Linked DNA regions of Rattus norvegicus: all the other regions are linked to region 1. A link is a contact called in public Hi-C data. All regions are on one chromosome and are shown on one strand. The core of a region is the stretch at or near the end of the contact, and the rest is flanking DNA. Distances in the headings are between cores, read along the strand shown.

The links. A called contact is a pair of places that touch in the nucleus more often than the background predicts.
Region 2: a contact with region 1 is called in a Hi-C map of frontal cortex, with 1.9 times the contacts expected there. The contact joins the enhancer-like site here to the promoter of Pip4k2a in region 1. A contact is called at or near these places in 1 of 12 Hi-C or Micro-C datasets (frontal cortex) and 1 of 1 datasets of contacts at active chromatin or transcription factors (oligodendrocytes).
Region 3: a Hi-C map of frontal cortex shows a contact between it and region 1, with 3 times the contacts expected there. The contact joins the enhancer-like site here to the promoter of Pip4k2a in region 1. A contact is called at or near these places in 2 of 12 Hi-C or Micro-C datasets (Schwann cells and frontal cortex).

What each region holds. Positions count from the first base shown.
Region 1 is chr17:86,573,920-86,578,442 of GRCr8, forward strand. It overlaps Pip4k2a (phosphatidylinositol-5-phosphate 4-kinase type 2 alpha), which reads right to left and starts at 2,511. Exons shown (of 10, transcript NM_053926.2): 1 at 2,272-2,511. The coding sequence starts at 2,415.
Region 2 is chr17:86,323,805-86,328,327 of GRCr8, forward strand. No RefSeq gene overlaps it. Among named protein-coding and RNA genes, the nearest start is that of Spag6, 64 kb to the left of the region's middle. Within about 2 kb of position 2,382, at least 86 of the 93 cell types and tissues checked have an H3K27ac peak or open chromatin away from gene starts, as enhancers often do.
Region 3 is chr17:86,789,977-86,794,499 of GRCr8, forward strand. The region is part of intron 10 of Armc3 (armadillo repeat containing 3); the gene reads left to right. Among named protein-coding and RNA genes, the nearest start is that of Pimregl1, 17 kb to the left of the region's middle. Within about 2 kb of position 2,260, at least 18 of the 93 cell types and tissues checked have an H3K27ac peak or open chromatin away from gene starts, as enhancers often do.

The sequences.
Region 1 (4,523 bases), core at 1,261-3,760:
CATCTTCCTGGTACCATTTCCTAAAATCAAACCAACCAGAAATACATGAATTCCAAGAGTGGGCCCGCAAGAGGACTGGGGTATCATTAAAAAAAAAAAAAAAATACATTGTTAGAGAAATGAAGAAAAGTAACTGTCTTATGTCAACTCACATTCCTCAAAATAAAGGCACAGGCTAAAAATAAGGGCAAGTGGACAGTAAGGAGACATTTTAGCAACCCTCCCCACTGTGGCAGGCTCTGTGTGCGCTGGTATATGTTGAATTAATAACATGCTTTACATGATACACTCTGCTGGCAGTGTATATACTTAGAATTAGTAACTGTTCTTGAGAGCAACAAAAAGTAACACTCAATGTTCCTACCACCATTCCCTCTGTATTTTCCAAGTAGCACAAATGGAAAACAAATATAGCAACTCGAAAATAAACACAAGGTAGCAACCCAAATGTTACAGTGAAGCTCGCCCAATGGCAACTTTTTCTGAAGTGGACTGGAATTCAGACATTCTCAGTCACTCTCCCCACCAGCCCCCAGCTGCATATTGTTACCACTACTTTACTATATTAAACCTAGGCACACATACAAACACTCCTGACCAAAACACCAGAACTACAAAAGGAGATTTAAAAGGGCCTGTAAACATGGGTCCACGCCCAACTGGTATTTACTGTGCCCGTTGCGGTAATTAGGAAGCTGCCAATAGTAACATAAATAACAAGAAGAATTTTATGAAATCAAACACAACTAAATTAGAGGTCTGTGACAATGGAAAACGGTAACTTCACTTTCTGAAATAAAACTGGGGGGGGGGGGTGAGTTGCTGTCCGCAGTTTTAACAGTTGACATTCCTAATAGCTAAAGATGTCAGTAAAATGAACCTCGGTCGATCCGGCAGTAAAGTAATAGAAAATAACCATTTCTCAACTCTTTAAATCGTCCCAGGTAAACACAATCATCTTCATACTGTTTCACCTTTCTCCATCTCCGCTTGGGGGAAAAAAAAACTATAAATAAAAGATACTAAGCCATTTTAAACAGCTCTGTTAATTTGAGAGTGCACAAACCACGCTGGCTTTCTGTCACTTCTATTATGCTGAAAAGGACACCAGGGCATCCACCGAAATCAAAAGCAGAGCAGCAGGCTCACGCTCTGCCTCCGAAGCTGGCTGACTGCAATGGGTAAGGTCACGGTCAAAATTCACAAGCTCATTGAAACTTTCATGGCTCAGCCAATTGCGCCTATCGTGTTTCCTGATCCCATCTAAGTAGATTAAAGCTGCAGGAGTTTTCTCGCTGTCAGATCAGCGGGCGGCTATTTCAGCCCCCCACACCGCAGTCCGCAGAGTCCGCAGCCTCGCGCCTCCTAGCATCCCAGGCGGTGCGCTAGCTAACCTCCCCAGCCTTTTAAACAACCTTCCAAATGAATGTAATTAACTCTAGACCACCTCGAACTCGCGCCTGCCGGGACCCCCCTCCGGCTGTCACCACCAAGGCCGCCCTTCCGCAGTCGGTGACTTCTGCCTGGTTCCCCAAGGAGGGGGGAAGCAAGGGGGAGGGAGGGATGAAGACTCCCGGCCAGGAGGTCTGGAAAGGGCACAGCAACTGGGCGATGCGGGAAGGGACGAAGGGCGCCAGGGCCATATTTACGTTGCCTCTTTTTTTCTTTGCAAAAAGAAAAGAAAAAAATCCTCCTAGAGTCTGAGAATGCTACCTTTAAAGGAAAAAGGAAGCTAAGCTCTCAAGATGCCGTCCAAAATCTTCTGGTTTACTCCAGTCCTGTCGCCTAGAAGCTCCGGACGCTTCCTGACAGGGACAGGTACACCTGCCCACCAGCTCAGGACAGGAGGGCCCAGACTAGTGGAGCGATCGTTCGGACTGGGCCCTGAGCAGTTCCCCGCCGGGACTGATAGCTGAGGCAGAGACGGTCCCCGCACAAACTTCCCACTTCCCAGGCAGCGAGCACCGACCGGCAGGAGGACGGATGCGGAGCAGGACAGGCGCGGGGAGGCTCAGAAGCACAGCACAGCAAATGCTTCTCATCCCGCACCCTCCCTGGGTTCCAAAGGAAGCGCAAGCGCTGCCGGAGAAACCCAAGAGGCAGACGCATGTCGTGGGGATAGGGGTACCCCAAGAGGCGAGTGGCCAGAGGGCCCGGGACCGGCCGAGCCAAACGGCTAGAGATCCCCGCCCTGCCACCGCTGCAGCAGAGGAGCAGAGCCCGGAGGCTAAGCCCGAGGAGCAAGAGGAGCGCGCCGCAGAGGAGCCTTACCGAGTGGTTGACCCCCCACATGAGCACGCTGAGCAGCGGGTCGCTGGCCCGGAACAGCTTCACTTTCTGAGCCACGAAGTGCTTCTTCTTCGTCTTGGTCTTGCTCGCCAGGACGGAGGACCCCAGGTTGCTAGGGGTCGCCATGGCCGCTGTCCCCTCCACCGCCGCGCCGCCGAGGCCGGGGACCCGCCCTCCCTACACGCCAGCCTAGGGAGGCAGCCGCATCCCCCGGGGCGGCCGCCGCTGCGCGCCTGCTCCAGCCCCGCTCCGCCCGCGCTCGGTCCTGGGCGCTCGCTCCGCCCGCTCCGCGCGCTCGGCCGCCTAGGCTGCAGCTGCGCTCGCCTCGCGCCCCCGCCCGGCTCCCGCCCGTCGCCGCTCGGCGCACTGCCCGCCGCTGGTCCAGGCGGCCAGCGGCTTCCGCGTTGGGCGCCGGCGTCATGACGCAGAGGCGGGCGGGGCAGCGGCGCCGACGGGCGGGGCGGGTGCGGATGCGGATGCCGGACCGTTAAGCTGTTCTCTGCGCTCCGCCACCCGTGCAAGGCGAGCACACCCCTGGCGCTCTGCAGAGGCTGCTGGGGAGTGCGGTGACTCGCGCGAGCATGCCTTTCACGCACCCGGGGAGGATCAAGGAAAGGGAACGAAGGCAAGGGAGCTCCGAGGAGGGAGCCCCCAGATGCATGGGACAGGCAGGAATGTCCCGGAACCTCGGCTTCCCGTGCCAAGGGCCTGGAGAGTTCTTGGGACCCGGAGCGCTTCATCGGGACGCGGGCTTTCCCAACATCTAGGGAAAGGACCTTGGCTCCTCTTTGTCCAACTGTCTGCCAGAGAGTCCCTGCCTTGAACTGCCTTGAACTTCCTAACCTTATGCCTTTTGGGTTCTTCTTCGGCCTTCCCACGCTGTCGAATACTAGAGTGTTATTCCCAGCCTACCCTGGGATTCCTCACTGAAACCCCCGCTTTAGTCAGCTATGCCCCAAACTGGACCGTGTGCTTGGAACCCATCAACCCTTTTGCAGACCACCCCTTCCTTCTCGTATCCAGGACACACCTTCTAACTTGAAAATGTTTTCTCTTTCACCACTCCACACTGAAAATTAGCCCTCCTTATGCTCGCATTAGTTGTTCCAAGTCTACAATCCTGCTTAGATCTTTCAAGAAGACAAAGAATACCAGCAGGAACAAAGAGAGGGGGCAGATCCTGTGAGACCTTTCTTTACTCTTCTTCATTTGACCTTTCAACACGGTTGCCCCCTCCTTCCCTTTGGTCGTTCTAACTTGTTGATACTATCCCCCCCCCCCCAAATGATACCTTGCTTCTGGTACCAACCATCGCCATTGTTGATGGCTAACGGGATGAGGCCAGTATCAAAAACAGCCTAAATTAATGTTGTGGAGTTGTAGACTTGGCCCACAGTTCCGGTAGTTGACCACATCGTTTAACCGGAGACTGAAGTTACTTGTGTGAATAGGTATAGTCTGACGCAAAGGTCACTTTAGGGACCTTCTATAGATCATTGGACTCAAAACCAGCAGTAGATAAAAGTACACGATGTTGCAGACCTGTAATCCTGACACTCAGGAGGCAAGGCTAGAGGATCAGAAGTTCAAGATTATCCTCAGATAGTTTGTTCGAGGCAAGCCAGGTATACATGAAACCCTGTCAGGAGGAGGGGGTGTACAGTCCTTACCTTGCTGATAACCCATAAACTCTGGCCTGACCTCAGAAAAGAGCATGTCTGAACCAGTCTGCATAGCTTGTCCACAGGCACCCTTGCACAAGAACCTACAACCAAATTCAACATCCTACACAGCCCACAAGTTGTTTCACTTCTCTTGCTGTATTGGAAATAGCATTCAGATTGCTCTTGACCCAGTTAGGAGTTCATTTATTTAACAAATTCTCATTGACCCAGACTCAAGAGTTTCACATCATCGATTATTGCTCTCATCACCACTCCACAGAAACCTGTACCAGCCCCTGTCCTTGAAAACAATTACCTCTTACCTCCTGGTGGAAATGAATCCTTCCACTTCAATGCCTCTGTAGCTCTTTATTTGTTCACAATAGCTGTAATGTACTTAATTGTATATTACTAATGCAAGACAATAGGCTTGCTGAAAAACCGAATTCAATGACGGCAAAGAGCTGGATGAGCCTCTGAGAACAGGAAATGGATACCTCTGGGCATTGTTAGGCAACCCTTCTCAGAGAAACATGGGCACTGATGGGTCAGAGGTCACCATCTCTCCTG
Region 2 (4,523 bases), core at 1,132-3,631, 250 kb before region 1:
AAATGTGGGGAGAACTAGCAGCTAGGATTAAGGAGGCACTCTTCTGTTCCTTTGCCAAGATAACTTCTGATAGTGCATAGACATGAGTAACCTGAGATAGCCCTACACGTCCTTTTCTTTCTTCGAAAATGTACACATGATCTGTTCGGCCTTGCTTCATCCTTTTGTCATAGTTAAGTTCAGATGGAATGTTGTTCAAGTGCAAATATTAAAAATTGTAAACACAACAAGAGAGACGGTTTTCATTGCAAACACCGACTCACTCACTGCAGAGGCAGAGGAGAGCAGAGTGTGTATTTTGAGTGGTTTGCAAGGCTAGAACTTTTAGCAGTTGCTCAAGAGAACACGGCACTAGGAAGGCAGGTTTGCAGGTGTCTACGGCAGAAATCACTGTAGTCTCCGGCTTGCAGATTTCGTAACAGTTTGTAAGTGGCCAAGAGAGGGAGGATTTTGTGGTCAGAGTTGTGGAAATGTTCTATTTAACATCTGGTGAGTCCCGTCTCGAATTACTGTTGATCAAGTTACAGATGATTAGCAAGCCAGGAGGGAGTCAAAACGTGTCTGACAAATCTTCAATAAACCGGTGGCAATTATTATTAAAAACCATGAGCCTAATGTTCTTATATTTAAAATAATGCCCCCCCCCAAATTTTGCAAAGCATTGTGAGCTATAGATTGCTGTGAAAGGCTCATAACTTATCTCCTCCTGGTGATTTAAACACAGCTTTGTGAAAATGAGCTAAAAACTTGTAATTAGAGCTGCAGATTAACAGCTTTGTAATTGCAATTGAAAGTGTTTCCTGTTTTACGCAAACATGCATCTCAACTTTTCAAACTTCCAAATGTTGAGAGCATGTAAGAGTCTACGATGTAGGAATTAACTCGCACGAGGAAACACCAAGGGAAACCAAATAACTAGAAGCCCAAACTTTTATCTCCCTCCCAACCCAAATATTTGGCAAGGATCTCAACCGACTGCTTCCTAAACTAGCACTTTAAAGAGACAGTCATCCGGTGCCAAAACAGCGAGAAAAAAAATTTTGTTATGATTGTGAAATCTTTAGGAAAGTATACGTAACACCCAAACACTGCCAAAGAAAAGCTAACCTCGAGGGCAGTTTTAAGTGCTGAGATTCGATGAAAAGATGGGATCCCAGGGCATGAAAAGCAAGGATAAACAGAAAGGAAAACAGATACAAAGTGGCGCGTTAGAGAAAGTACAGCGGACTACTCAGTCGCAGCTTCCAGGCAATCCCATCAGGCCTTGGGAGTGTCCGTGGTAGAAACTGATAGACTGCACAGTGATTGTTTTCCCGCCTCTGTGAAGGTTTGTCTCCTGCTGTTCTAACTTTGCGCTGGGGCCATGGGCAGATAGAGGCACTGTCAGAGCCCCCTATAAGGAAGCAATGTGGAACCCTCACCCTCAATGGTTGGGGGTTACTTGGCAGGGAGGGACCAGGAGAGGGACCATCTGCAGAAAGGCCAGCCCTGGATACTAAACCAGAGGTGGTGGTAGGGTTGGTGGGGCTAAGAGAATCTGGGTTGTTCTTTAGACAACAAAATTGCCATATTGTCCTCCAGGCACAAACTCTTTCTATTGTTAGTACACTAACTTTTAGGGGACTCAGTTCTGAGACTGTGTGCTCTTAAAGCTCAGATTTCCTAAGCAGTAAATAATGCTCCTACCGGCGCCTACCCTAGAAAAAACTTCCCCCCAAAGTGCACACCCTACCTCTGCCAACTTTTGGGGACGTTATTTTGCTTATAGCTCGAACAGAATGAACTCCATGTACCTTCAGTCTGCAGTTCTGTGGATTGTGGCAGCTGTGATGAAACCACCAGTACTTTTGAGATATAAAGTTATTTTTAGCCTCCGGTGTACTTTCATTTTCTGGCCAGGCAAATGCTTTCCCTCTTTACAGTTTGTAAACCTCATAGTCATGGACCCGAGTTGGCCTCGGTCTTTTCTGCGATTTTCCTCATGGTATGCTTTTAGATCCGTGTGAGTTGTCACCTGTATTAACACCGAGTTAATGCTGGGCCACTTCTCGAGGGTGTGGTGTGCTTTTAGACAACTTTACCTGCATGGGCCTCATTCCGCCTCACCATCCTGACCGGAACAGCATTCCAGCTTGGGAAGGGAGCACCAAGCAACTCCTGCTTGTCAAGCCTAAGTGGACAGAGGGGACCAAGGACGTCGTGACGAGGAACAGACACTGGAAGTGGGCGCAGTCACCCTCGGACGCAATCCAGGCCCAGGGCTTCCCCGATGCTGGAGTCATCACACGGGGACACCCTGCGACCGCCTCGGACACCAAGGGCTCCAGCTGGGCGGCCGCCGGGGCACTGGAGTGCAAATGTCTGATCCCGAGGCTCACAGAAGGCAGGAGGCTGACCAATAAGCACCCCGCGCTCGGTCTACGGCTGCAGCTCCCGGAGCCGCGGGCTTATAAGTGCAGGGCTGGCCGCACTACACCGGCGTTTCCCTCCGCGCCGGCGCCGTGCTCCTCCGCGCGCGGACCGCGCTAGTCCCCGGCGGGGCGCTGGGCCCCGGGCTTGTGAGCCTCTCCGCGGGCGCCCTTCCCGCCGCTGCCACTGGGCTCTGGGAGCAGGGTGGCCGCGCCACCGCCGCGCGCTGCACGGAGCTGGCCTTGTTCTGCGCGGCGTCCGCTTGCAGGGCGTCGGGAGAAGGGGGTCGGTGCGCGTGGGGACAGAGCCCGCGGCGCCTCCGCTGCCTTCCCTCCCGGCCCCGAGGCCGACTTTCGTTTTGTGCCTGTTCACGGACTCAGCGGGCCGCTTTGTCTGTCGGCCGAGCCGCGGCCCAGCGGCCTTCCCGGGGCTGCAAGACGGAAAAAGCTGGGGCGTGGGTTTGGATTGTGCGTCACCTTCTCCTTTAGATTCGAGCCCTCGGCCGTTGTCCGCTTTAGGGTTTTGATCGTTGGGTTTTGTTGTTTTCTTGTGCTCAAAATGATCGGAAGCTCTGGCTCCCTGTACCATCATCTTGTGTCAGGAAAAAAAAAAAGGAAAGAAATAAAAAGGAAGGAAGGGGAGAAAAGGAAAGAAAGGAAAATAAACAAGTTTATTTATGAGGCCTCCTCAGATGGGGTGCACAGCCCTTGGCAGAAGCAATGTGACCAGAGAGAGCCTTGGGGCCTGGGGGTAAGGGTGGGAGACTGACCTGCGTTAGAATTAGGTTTGGGGTCCTACCTATGATTTAAGACTATCCAAAGGGAACGTGGGAAGAAGTTGGGTCTAAGAAGTCATCAGGGAAGGCATCTGTTTGCGCATACAACGGGTCAGGAATGAGAAAACAAACAAGTAATAGCAAATAAATAATACTAGCAAGGCAAGATGTGAACTCGAGTTCGGCCTTAGAGCTTCTTGTCTTGCCAATTTCCTCCCACAGCCGTGACATTTTAAACCTTTTGCTAACATTCTATAGTTTACATATTTGCTTATTGCTTTCTCTCCTTCCTGTAAGTGTATGAAAAACAAAACAAAACAAACAACAACGAAAAACAACAAACCAGGAGTTCACTGTTTCCTCTGAAACAATATACTGACAATATACTGGGAGCGTTGCAGATATTTGCTGAATCAGCAAATAAAAGGCATCACTTCAAGGTCCTGAGTTGAGGATAAACACATCACAGGACACAAGGAAAACTGTTCTCAACTCGCATTTATTTATTTATTTATTTATTTATTTATTTATTTATTTATTTAGACTCAAGAACTCATAAGGAATAGCTAAGAGGAAGCCAGATTGCCATTTCATTTTTCAGAGGAAAAAAAAGAGTTCTCTCCTCTGTGCTGCCTTCCTTTCTAGGGACTGGTACTGTGATGTGAATTCACCTAACGTGTATAAGGAAAATGAAAGTCCACATTGTTCTTCAATTACAGATCTCCAGTCACAGATCCCCGCCCCGCCCCCCTCCCAGTATGTGTAAATGTCATAGCATTCATGGCCCGCTGCTGCGGGACTTTGAAGAGTGCCCAGATGGAATTATACACTATTAAAGACACACCTGGACGGTGCTTCGGATGAAAACTGGATGAACCTCCTTTAGCTTAGAGGAAAATGACCTGGAGTACTGAAATGGGACCGCAGAATCTCAGAATAGCCAGCTATCCCCCCAAGGAGTTTTCCTGGATCAATTTGTATTTCTCTGGAAGTTTTGGTTAGGAAAAGTCTGCGCCTTGGCTGGACAGACTTGTAAGTCTGGTCACAGTAGAGGTGGGGAAGCTCTTCATAAGAAATAAGTTTAAGATTCCATGGATTAATGTTACAGTCATTCTGGCAATTATGGCATCCTAGTACGGAACCCTGGAGACATCTTTTGAGGTCATGCTTTCAAGGGTGTTTAACTAGTGAACTATTTAACCAGTGAACATCCAACAGTGTCAGGCACTGGTACAGGTGCCAGGTACAGCAGTGAACAGACAAAAGTGTCCCTGCTCTCCGACAGTCTTCCACTATCCCTGTGCCTTTCCCCTGTTTTAATCATTAATGTGTCATCAGC
Region 3 (4,523 bases), core at 1,010-3,509, 220 kb after region 1:
TCAAGCTGAAATAAACGTTCACGTAAACATGCCTACCAGTGGCCATTTCTTCAAACAGGAAGTGACTAACGATGGTTTGTCTGTACAATTTGGATCACAGACGCACAGAAGTTAACAGTGGTTTCCCTCTAGAAGCCTTTCATTCCCACTTTTGGCTTTTATTTTTTTTTATTTATTTTTTTTTTTTGTAGAATAAAGGTTAATGAATAAGAAACAATGAACAGGAATCAAAGTGCTTATCTGAATGACAGACAAGAATTGCCAGGGTCTTTTGTTAGAAATGAAAGGAGAAAGAAATTGTTTCGAATGGGCCATAAAGTAGGAGACAGTGAAGACAAGTCTGTCTGGAGGTGAAAATGGGATGAATCAGTAAAAACCAGAGTGAACAGGTAGCCCTTGGCTAGTTTGGGGCAGCTCTCCTTCCTTGGTTTGCTGGGAATCTACTTGACAGTTCTCTCTGTGTAATGCCTTTTGGAAATGAGAAGCTATTTAATTTTTGGATGCAGGAAATATCTCCAGTTGAATTTCATGTTTTATTTACCCTGTACTTTTCTGCCCAATTAATCATTTCAAACTCTTAAATAATTTATACAAGTGCGGAGCAAGTGATTTGTGCTTGACATCCTTCTGAGTAGCTGATCCTACATGTAATGAGGATATTTTAAACAATTTATAACATCACTGCCATCTGTTGGATCTGACCAGAATTAGATCCCACGTTGTCCCAAGAATGGAAAGAATTCAATATCCTTCTGATAACTGATAATTTACACATTGATAAACCATGGCAAGATTTGGAAATGAGTATAAATGTTGACTGGGCATTTTTAAAGAGATCTCTTTCAAAGATCCAATTTTAGTAAATATTTGAAGACACTAACTATAATCATTTTAATACTTACAAGAAAATAGAAACTTGTAATTGAGGCCAAACTCTTCACAGTCAGGGGTGTTCAACCATACAGACCCTGACTCTCCATAGCCATCCTACCTTAGCTCCACGAAGATAGTTTTAAAGGCCCTAGAATTTTAAAGACGCCCCCTCTCCCCATTCTCCTGTGGAATTGGCAGTTTGTTTGTATAGCTTCTCAATCGCCCACAAAAGCAGTCACCCAAGAAAGTTCTGAAGTGTAACATACATACTGGCCACTTAAAAATACACTGATTAATTGTTGGGCTACTTAAGCCTTTGAAATAGCAGAGAGAAGTCTCTAGGGACTTTTCTACTTTTGTGTGACCTCTGGGCAGGATGCTGATTAAAGGACTCTGTGCAGAGGCAGAGAGCCTCACATGGATGTGACTGGGTGCTTTGCTAACTTTCGACTATCCCTGTGCTGATCATTTTGTATTATTGATATTAAAATTTCCCTTGACTAGTATAGAAACAAAGAAAAATTCTCACCCATTAAATAAAGCTGAAGGAAGACAGGTAGTATCACTTTAATGTCTACAAAATCTATTTGTTGATTTTCATATCTAATAATATGTGGAGAAAAAATTTAAATACATCCCCAGGATAGATTTTTATAGACTATTGCAAAAGTCAGTATCTCATATGGCATTGCCTCAAGAAAAGCCGGGACTCAAGTGACCACCAGGTCCCGTCCCATCATAGTCAGGAATGGTCGGAGCTGAAGTGAGTATTATCTCTGCTTAGTGCAGAAAGTGTGTGTGTGTGTGTGTGTGTGTGTGTGTGTGTGTGTGTTCATGCTTTGAAAAATCACCATCCAAACAAATAAAACTGGGCGTGGGGTTGGTAACATAACATGCCGTGTTTATTTATTTTACCATTTCTTCGAATACCTTTTAACCTGTAGATTATCCGTAGAGTCGCCATATTTTCTTGTAAAATGATGACTGTAACAGTGAGTGATGACCAGTTATTTTGAAGACAAGAATACAACAAAACACATCTGTTAAAAGTGGCCAAATGCCAGTTCTGCCCTTCTCCCTCGTCGTCTCCTGCAGGGAGACGCAACCACAACCCTCGAGATGGCTGCAGTTTGTTTACTATCGTCCTTTAAGGACAAATTACCACTCTGTCTGGACCCACTTCTCCCCAGCACCCAGATTCACTTAGGATAAGTAATCTCAGGGCTCAAAACCCTTAAAGAAACATTGGACTGAGAAATGACCTACGAAAGACGCAAACTCAGCACCTAGGCTTGATGCGTGGGTCGGACCTAAAGCCTAAGCCGCGCAGTTATTGTCTTTGTCGCGTAGGGTTTTTCTGAAGAAATAGGTTTTCTGAGCGATTTCCCTTCACCCACAGCGTCAGGAACCGCGTCTTCATACTGCCCCCTAGTGGCGGCTCAGGAGGGAGTTGGGGGAGGGGCAAAAACGAACAGAGCGCCGTGTGTTTTAATGAAACACACACTAATTTAATTTGAAACACTCTGGTGAGCCTAAAATAATATTTTTGGAACATTATTAAAAGATTGTGATCTGGAAAGCATTTCATTGTGATAGTATTCTACGGCTAAACACACGGTTAGAGGATATTTGTGTCTGTCTTTGTCTCTTTCCGAGGTGCAGTCATTTCAAAATGTTTTGACGCCTCTTTTTTTTTTTTCTTTCTAATTTCTCCATCAGTGGCTGAATATTTGCCTCGCTGTGTTATCACAGGGACAAACGCAGCACGTTTGAGCAATAGAAGAGATCATTTAATTTTTGTTTAAATTCGTTGTAAAATTTTAGAAGCTTGGCAGACTCCCAATACAAGTGAGAGGCAACATAAAATTGAGCCGCTTTAGGAGGGCTGGTTTTGTTTGAAGGATGGTCCTTTTTTAAAAATTTAGGATAATATTTCAAAGAGCTTGGTTCTGTAAAAGTCCTTTGAGAGCCTCTGAGATTGGACAGTGGGTAATGAATGACCCTTGTCCCTAAGCCTGACGTCTTGCATTTGATTCTCAGGCCCTACCCCACAGTGGAAAGAAAGACCGACCCTCAAGGGTTGCCCTCTGACCTGCACACACAAGCCACGGCGCACACGAACGTTTGCCATGAGCAAGCAAATAAATAAAGTAATGAAAGTCCTTTGTGTTTCAGTGACAAATGGGAGGAGCCCTCATGGCATCCTCCGGATCATTCCTTCGTCCCTTCCGTCCAAGTTCACCAAACGGCTGTGCGTTTGATCCCCCCCATAGTGCCTCTATTCCTGTCTGCACAGAACAGTCTTGTCCTCAGTTTGCTTTTATTGGGCTGGGGTGCAGGGTGGGGGGGAGTCATACTGAAGTCAAAAAGCACCCGGAATGAAAACCCGAGTTTTCAATAAAACTGCCTGATTCCCCATCCCTACTCGGTGCCGGCTGATGCTTGCCAGACCTCGACAAACACTTTGAATTTGATTAGCTACCAGTTTTCCGAGGCTCAGGGAATCTCATAAAATGTTCAATTAGAAAATTATCCGTGCTGCCTTTATTACCTACAGAGTGGAGCTGATATTTGCATAACATTTTAAAGTTGCTGGTACTGTCTGGTTTCCGGCATTACTGATTTCCACAGGAAATTATCAAACAGATTGGATATCCTCAGACTATTTCTCTTTTAATTTGAAGCCTATTTAAACCTGTAAGTTAGTTTGTATCCACCTTGACTTTTCATATTATTAATCATTCTCTCCATTTTCCTTCACTTGGGAATTGGCCCTTATTGCCCATTAATTGCAGTTACATGGCAAGGCTCGGGGCGATCTCCGAAGAAGCTGCCTTCGCTCTAACCCTGCAGGTTTATTTCAGCTGTCTGGCTGGAAGGTGGTCTGAAAGGGATGACTCTACCCACACATACAAATGGCGAAATCCGGTCATATTTCCCTGTGGTAGGTTCTGCTACTGTTGGTAGCTGGCAGTCATGGCAAGCATTAAGTACTAAGTACCTCAGTAGAGTGTATCTTCAGATCCGACAGAAGTCTTACGCGTGAAGGAATGTCCCTGTCACTGTCCTGTGCCTGCATTCCCTTTACACATAAGCAAGTAGAGGCGTGTTACTTCTCCAGGTTACCAGAGGTTGGCAGGACACTGAGGCGCTCTGAGACAATAGCCTGTCCTTCATTACTTCTCTCTACCCTTGCAGCTCACCCCACACCCCGCTTATCAGTTGTGCGGCCAGTGGGAGGCTCTTGCTCTCTGGACAGAAGTTAATCGGTCTTTAATCCCAGACTCCTCTCTTGTTTTTTCTTTCCTCTGATCTTCTTGGCCTCTCACTCCATAAACAACAACAAAGTGAAACAAACAGATTTTAGGGGAAGGCAGACTCTGAAAACACTGGAATGTTTAAAACAAAGACCTCTGGGCATGACCGTGTGGCTGTGATCCCAGCACCTGGGAGGCAGAGACAGAGGAATCAGGAGTGTAAGGTCATCTCTGACTTCATAGTGAGTAGAAGGCCTATCTAGGCTATGGGAAATCAGGCTTCAAGCAAGCAAACAGACAAAACAAAATAAATGGGGTGGATTAAAGGTCACACAGTGAGGATTTTAATCCTGTGACAGCGGTCAACACCTTCATGAACACTTCCCTAGCGTC